Regions from separate parts of the Hordeum vulgare genome. Here region 1 is linked to region 2. A link is a contact called in public Hi-C data. All regions are on one chromosome and are shown on one strand. The core of a region is the stretch at or near the end of the contact, and the rest is flanking DNA. Distances in the headings are between cores, read along the strand shown.

Region 1 (3,376 bases), core at 632-3,131, 280 kb before region 2:
ATGCATCCCGGAGAAGAAAATGTTGCAATCGGCAACAAAAAAGCTACAACCGACATCGCAAAAAGCTTCAACTACGACAATGGATGCTACAACCATATCGCGCTGGAGCTGCAACCATGACTCAATTTTCCTGGAACCGACCGCGGTGAGCGCGACGGTCACCACGACGAGTATTTGGAAACCCCGTCATGTTGCAACCATCAATCGACGAAGCTACCACCATCCACGCCGGAGGTGCAAGCGAGGCGGGGCGAGAGGTGGGGCTAGGGCGGAGTTGCGTCTGGTCGGCGACAGATCTACGCAGTCCGCGGTGGAGCTGCATATGACTAGCGCGGGGCGAGCGCGAGGCTGCCAGCGAACATCGTGTTTTTTTCTCCAAATGTGTGCAGGAGGAAGGAAGACAATGACCCAACCTATACGTTAATCAAAACCTTTAACGTAAGTCAAATTGGACGTTATGCAGCCGACCGGCCAAAATTCTGCAGGCGCACGCCGGCGCCTAGCGGTCCCCTTAGGGTGTGTTTGCTTTGAGGATATAGTGGCACGATACGGGTTCATTCTGTCCCCAATCCACCATTCCAGTGTTTAGTTGAGGATGAAACTGGAACCGGGTGATCCTCAGAAAAGGAATATTCCTTATATACGCTTCATCAACCGATTTCACCAAATCGAAGGAATCACTTGGTTATTCTTCTCGTATTGATAGAAGAAAAAAACCCAGCTAATTGTTAAAACAGAAAATACAATGAAAATGTTGGTGCAATTTATATAATATATCGATAATAGAAAAAGAAAAACCCGACAAGGTGAGTTGAGTCATATTCTTCTCATTTCATATCTCCAACCAAACATAAGAATGGAACGAACCCGTGACATTTTTTAGGGAACCGTTTCTGGCCGGCGCCAATCGTTCCGCCGGCCGCACGCGACCGCGCGCGCCCGCTGACTGGGCATGCAACATTTTTTTGTTTAAATTGTTGCAACCAGCGTCATATTTGCTGCAAGCGTTATTTTTTCCTACAATTGTCCAATAAAAAAGCTGCATATACGTTTGGTTGCAACTCCAGTTCTTCGAATTTTTCGTTACAATCGATGTTTTTTTACTTTTGCTACAACCGGCATCATTTTTTGGTGCAACCGTTCATTAAAAAAGTTGCATACACGTCACGTAAATATTTATTACAACCGGCGTTTCAATTTTTCTATCACGTACCATCAGCTTCGTTTTTTTGCTACGATCACGTAGATTTTTTTTTCTACAAATTTTGTTTTTTGTTGCAACCGTTGAAAAAATTGCTGCATCACATCGAAATTTTGCTGCATCGGGGAAAAATGTTGCATCGAGATCCAACGATGCGGACGCTCGGGGTTGGTCGATCGTGCGGCATGCGCGCGGCCGACCCAAAGTTTCGGCCGACGCAGATCACTCCTTCATTTTTTATCTTCAACTGAACACAAGAATGAAACCAACCCATTTCTTTAAAACGAGACCATGACATGTCATGCCTTTTGGTTCTCAAACCAAACATACCCTTGAGAAAATGTTGGGCATGGACACACGGGCAAAGACAAACTGCCAAAACAGGGGGTGTGAGTTCGTGACCCACATGAACTAGCCAAAGAACCGTCTGCTTGTCCACATCCTCCAATCATTGGGAGTACCGCGCCGGCGAACATCCCAAGCCCCCGACAGAGGCCGCCCTGACGCACGCAGTCACGTATACTGCGCTATGGACCCAACACATGGCTCCTCATCCACACGGCATCCCTCTCCCCTGTCTCCACACGAGTCCAAGCAAAATTCGCCAAAGTTTCCACGGCCCTGCACGCGCCGAATAATCCCTTCCCCGATGCCGGTCGGACACCTCCCCTCTGTTTCGGTTCCAACTCCCACCACCCCCGTGACAATACCTATGCGGTCGCAGCTGCGCAGGTCTGCCCACCCGCGCTTTCCCGGTTCCCTAAAACCGCTGCCCCCGTAGCCACTTTTGACGAACCCAACCCCATCACGCGCGCCGCCTCCGCCTCCGCCTCCGCCGCCGCCTCGATCACGCTGCCACCGGTGCTAGCAGCCTGCCTAGGATTCGGCCACGATGCGGAAGCTGAGCACTGGCCGCGGCGGAGGGGAGAGGGTCGCGATGCTGTCGTTCGAGGTGGCTGCGCTCATGTCGCGGGCGGCGAGTCTGTGGCGCGCCCTCGAGGAGGACCAGCTGGCGCGGCTGCGTGGGGAAGGCGTCCGGCTCGAGGGCGTGCGGAGGCTCGTGGCCGACGAAGACAGCGCGCTGCTGGCCCTCGCGGTCGGGGAGATGGCCGGCGCGTGCGGGGACATCTCCTGCGCCGTCGCGCGGCTCTCCGGCCGGTGTGCCGACCCGCTGCTGCGCCGGTTCGACGAGCTCTATGCAGGCCTTATTGCCGGCGGCGCCGGCGCCGACTCCCACAGGCTGCGCTACGCGGCCGCCAAGAAGATGGACCGCAAGGCGCGTAAGATGCAGCGCCTCGTCGCCGCCACCGGGCTCCTGTGCCAGGAGATCGATGTGCTTGCCGAACTAGAGCAGGGCGCGCGCCTCCGCCGTGCGCAGTTCGCGCCCGGCGAGGCCGCGCGCCGCGTCGCGAGGCAAAGGCAGGAAGTCGACCGCCTCCGCGCGGCCTCGCTCTGGAACCGGAGCTTGGACTACGCCGTCCGTTTGCTTGCCAGGTCGCTCTTCACCATCGTCGCGAGGATCATAGATGTGTTCGACCTGCAGCCCAAGAAAATCGCCATGAACGATTACTCGATGGTGTCGCCCGCCGGTGCGCGGCTCTCGTTCTCCTGGAGCAACTCGTTCGTCGGGAGTACGAATTCGCTGGTATATCCCACGGATTTCCCCGTGGATGCTCGAAAGAGGTCGACGGGTGCTGCAAATTCCGGTAAGGCCCCTAATGGCGACGTTCGCCGGTTCCTGCTGTCCAGGAGCAAGAGTTTGAGGCAGCTCAAGTGGCCGGTGCGTGGCAAGCACCTCATCGGCTGCGTGGTCAGCGGGAGCAAGTCTCCGACCAGGGAGGGGTGGGTCCACGGCGGCCATGATCTCCCACTGAGCTTCAGCTACGTCTCATCCAACAACGAGGATTCCAGTGTCAATTACCAGTCCAACGAGAGTGATCGTCACAGCGCCAGCACGAAGCTCTCCACTTCGGTGTTCGAGTGCTCGTCGCACGACGTGTTGGCGAACGGACCGGAGACGACACTCGGCGCAGCCGCCCTGGCATCGCACTACGCGAACCTCGTCGTCTTCGCCGAGAAGCTCGCCATCTCGCCCCGGCACATCTGCCCCGACGAGAGGGATGCGCTGTACGGCATGCTGACCGACAGTATCCGGGCGTCCCTCCGAGCACGACT
Region 2 (3,528 bases), core at 378-2,877:
GTTCTCCACGGTGATACGTGGAAGTGAGAAGTTGAGAAGCTTACTACCTTTGGTACTTAGTACCCTTGATATTGTTCTTCGTGGATGCTTTGGCGTCCTAGAAGCTTGGTGGTGTCTCGGAGCTCAATCATTGTGGTGTGAAGCTCCGGGCAAGCGTCGAGGTCTCCAATTAGGTTGTGGAGATTGCCCCGAGCAATTTGTACGGGTACCGGTAACCGCCCCCAAGGGTTGCCACGCGTACGGGTTCGGTAACCGCCCCCAAGGTTTGCCATTTGTACGGGTTCGGTGACCGCCCTCAAGGGTCCCTTAGTGGAATCACGGCATCTTGCATTGTGCGAGGGCGTGAGGAGATTACGGTGGCCTTAGTGGCATCTTGGGGAGCATTGTGCCTCCACACCGCTCTAACGGAGATTAGCATCCGCAAGGGTGTGAACGTCGGGATACATCATCGTCTCCCCGTGCCTCGGTTATCTCTTACCCGAACCCTTTACTTATGCACTTTACTTTGTGATAGACATATTGTTTATTGTAATATATCTTGCTATCACTTAGTTGTTTATCTTGCTTAGCATAAGTTGTTGGTGCACATAGGTGAGCCTAGTTGTTTGTAGGTTTTGTGCTTGACATATCAAACGTTAGTTTTATTCCGCATTTGTTCAAGCCTAAACCTTAACTATTTTAAAGCGCCTATTCACCCCCCCTCTAGGCGACATCCACGTCCTTTTCAAACTCTGTCGCTAGTCGTACTCTTGCGAAGGTGTCTCAAACATGAGGGTCCTGCACGACTGAACTTAGTAGCGTTGAAGTTTGCAGCGTGTCCGTCGCCTCTTCTCCGCCATGTCCGGACTGTGCTTCTTCGCCGTGTCCAGAATCTTCTCCGTCGCCGTGTCCGGACTCTTCCCCGCCGTCGTGTTCGGACTCTTCACGCCGCCGTGTCCGGCTCCATCGTCTTCGTGTCGATCGGTCATCTCTTCGTTTAGTCCCATATCGTTATTCCCTGCCATGTGGACGTCCTCATCATCATCTTCACTTATCCACCGAGTATAGCCATCCATAAAACCACTGATCAGCAAGTGAGCCTTCAAGCGACCACCATCAAAAGGGTTCAAAACTACTCCTTCTTAGCATTTTGTACATGTACATCTAATCCCAGTATGTTTATTTGCATACATGTCCATCACCGCAGATTGCAAGTATCACTCCACCTTCCTTCCACTCACCTTCATGACTTCATGGTATAACAAGCAAAAGGGTTATAAACAAACTGCATGCATGCATCAAAGTCATATAAAAATTGGAACTATTGGAATTCGTTTTTTTGTTTTTTTGTAAATGTCGTGTTAGGATGCTTGCCTATATGTATACTTTTAGCTTGAAGACAAAAGCCTACTTGAGATGCGAGATATGTTGTTTTTATTTTTTCTTTCAAAATGTAACGGGATATAAGTTCCTTAATTCAAAGAATATATCAAAATATAATGCATATCTTTTTTATTTTTTCTAAATGAGGTACTAGAATATTATCTTAGCAACCACTGTAAGTTGCCCTCAGCGCACTCGCCCAAGCCGGTCTGAAATGGGCGGCTGATACCAGTCAACTTTGGATCCAACGGCCCAACTGCAGCCCTAAACCAAGCACAACGCCAACGCCTCTTCCCCTTAGGGCTCCACCAGCCGCCGGCTGTCCCGAAGTGTTCCGCTCTGGCTCTGCTGCCGCCGACGGCCGGAGCAGTCCCCCAAGTCAGGATCCGACGACTCGGGGGAGCAGAAGGAAGAAAATCCAACTGCGCCCACCCTGAACGGGGAGAGAGGACGAGGTGCCCTATGAGCGCGATTCACAATTGTCTGATGCGTGGAAGAATCAGCTTCAGATGGATCGAGGAGATGGCCTGAGCTGGGGTGGCGCACAGCGCACGGGGAACAGGTACGCAACCCTAGCAACTCCTGGAAGCGAAGGTAGGAGGGCGGAGGTGCGTGGGGGAAGCTCGGCGGAAGCCGAGCGAACAGCGAAGGCGCAAATGCAGTCCAAGATCAAACGCAGAAACACACAAGGGATCACCTACTTCGGTCTCGTATGGAAGAAAAGCAAGAGCGACACAAATGCTATCAGTGCTGACGATGTTATCCTTGGAAGCAAGGATGGTGTTGGTTCGTCCATGAAACCAATCTGCTGTCTCTGCCGCAAGCGATATTCCCCAGACCTGATGTACATCCGGTGTGAGAGGTGCAGAAGTAAGTTGATTCCACCTTTGACCTGCCATTTTCTAAGCAAGCAATTTTCGTTTTGCGTTATCTTACCGATCTTTTCCGCATCTTGATTTTCTCCTGTTTACAGATTGGTTCCATGGAGATGCCTTGAGACTAGAGGAGGCAAGGATTGCTGAAGTCATATCGTACAGATGCTGCAGATGTCGGAGGAGGGCAATACCGGGATGTCCTCATTCAGATGATTATTATCATAAGAGGCCTGAACCAGAACCTGTCATCCAAGAAAGTGCAGCTAATATTCCCTCAAGCGAGGAAGCTATTAGCGCAGCAGATGAAAATCCATCATGTGCTTCATTTGGTAGATTCGAACACACTGTAGAAGAGATTCATGCTGATTCCTCGGTGCACATGGAAACCTTTGTCCCGGGAAGTAATCAAGAGATGAACTTTGTGGATGGTTCTTACAATTCAGCACATTCATTCGATAAGATAGAAATTAAGCAGGTTATGAAGGTAACACTTATTCTAATCACAATCTAAAATTGGCATGCTCAGTTTACCCAACTCATGCATTTTTTCCTCCACGGATCTCTGTATGTTTTCTTAGAACGAAAATCATTGTTTGTTATGAAATTCAGCAGGTCACCCATTTTTTGCAAGTTTCAATAGCTCATCATTGTATGGTCTCAATTGAACATAAGAAATATTTGTAGTTTCTTTTGCCGATTGACAATTCTTTGTCTGCATATCCTATGACTTTGATGTATGCCATAATTTTAAGCTTTAAATGCGAAAGTAGTGAAAGACTGAAAGGTGCTTGCAGTTCTTTGGTGCATATGGCCCTAGCCCTATATGATCATCTATGTGTACGCGAGCAGAGTGTTAGTATATACGGCAAAGATCTAGTGCTCTAAAAGCATTTATCCTAAAGTTGGAAATCACAATGTGTGTACGTTCATTAATAATGTGTGTCTACTGTCTAACATATTGAAAATTGAGTGCAATTTACTGTAAATGTGATATTTTACAATGAACACTGGACAAGAATTCAGTTGCAGTCCTTGATACTTTATTTTTGAAAAAAATCTTGGTTTATCAATTATTCAGGACGCTCAACCATATGATGCATGCTTTGCATGGTATACGCCTGGTAGCGGTACCTGCCAGCAGTTGGACCCTATGGATCCTGTGGATGATGTCCCCCTGCCAGTTCCCACAGTGGAGACCAATTTTGAGAAAGACCAAACTGCTGCACTTCACAGAGCTGTATGTGCTAGAGTCATGTCTGCATAATTCATTCATATTGCCATGTGATGTTTT

What was found. Hi-C and Micro-C count contacts between places; a contact is called where the count stands out from the background.
Region 1: a Hi-C map of leaf shows a contact between it and region 2, with 8 times the contacts expected there. The contact joins the promoter of LOC123395828 here to the promoter of LOC123395818 in region 2. A contact is called at or near these places in 2 of 6 Hi-C or Micro-C datasets (leaf and seedling) and 1 of 1 datasets of contacts at active chromatin or transcription factors (embryo).

What each region holds. Positions count from the first base shown.
Region 1 is chr5H:281,862,924-281,866,299 of MorexV3_pseudomolecules_assembly, reverse strand. It overlaps LOC123395828, which reads left to right and starts at 1,881. Exons shown (of 1, transcript XM_045090863.1): 1 at 1,881-3,376. The coding sequence starts at 2,094.
Region 2 is chr5H:281,582,691-281,586,218 of MorexV3_pseudomolecules_assembly, reverse strand. LOC123395818 reads left to right here and starts at 1,627. Exons shown (of 4, transcript XM_045090855.1): 1 at 1,627-2,232; 2 at 2,336-2,721; 3 at 3,316-3,474. The coding sequence starts at 1,872.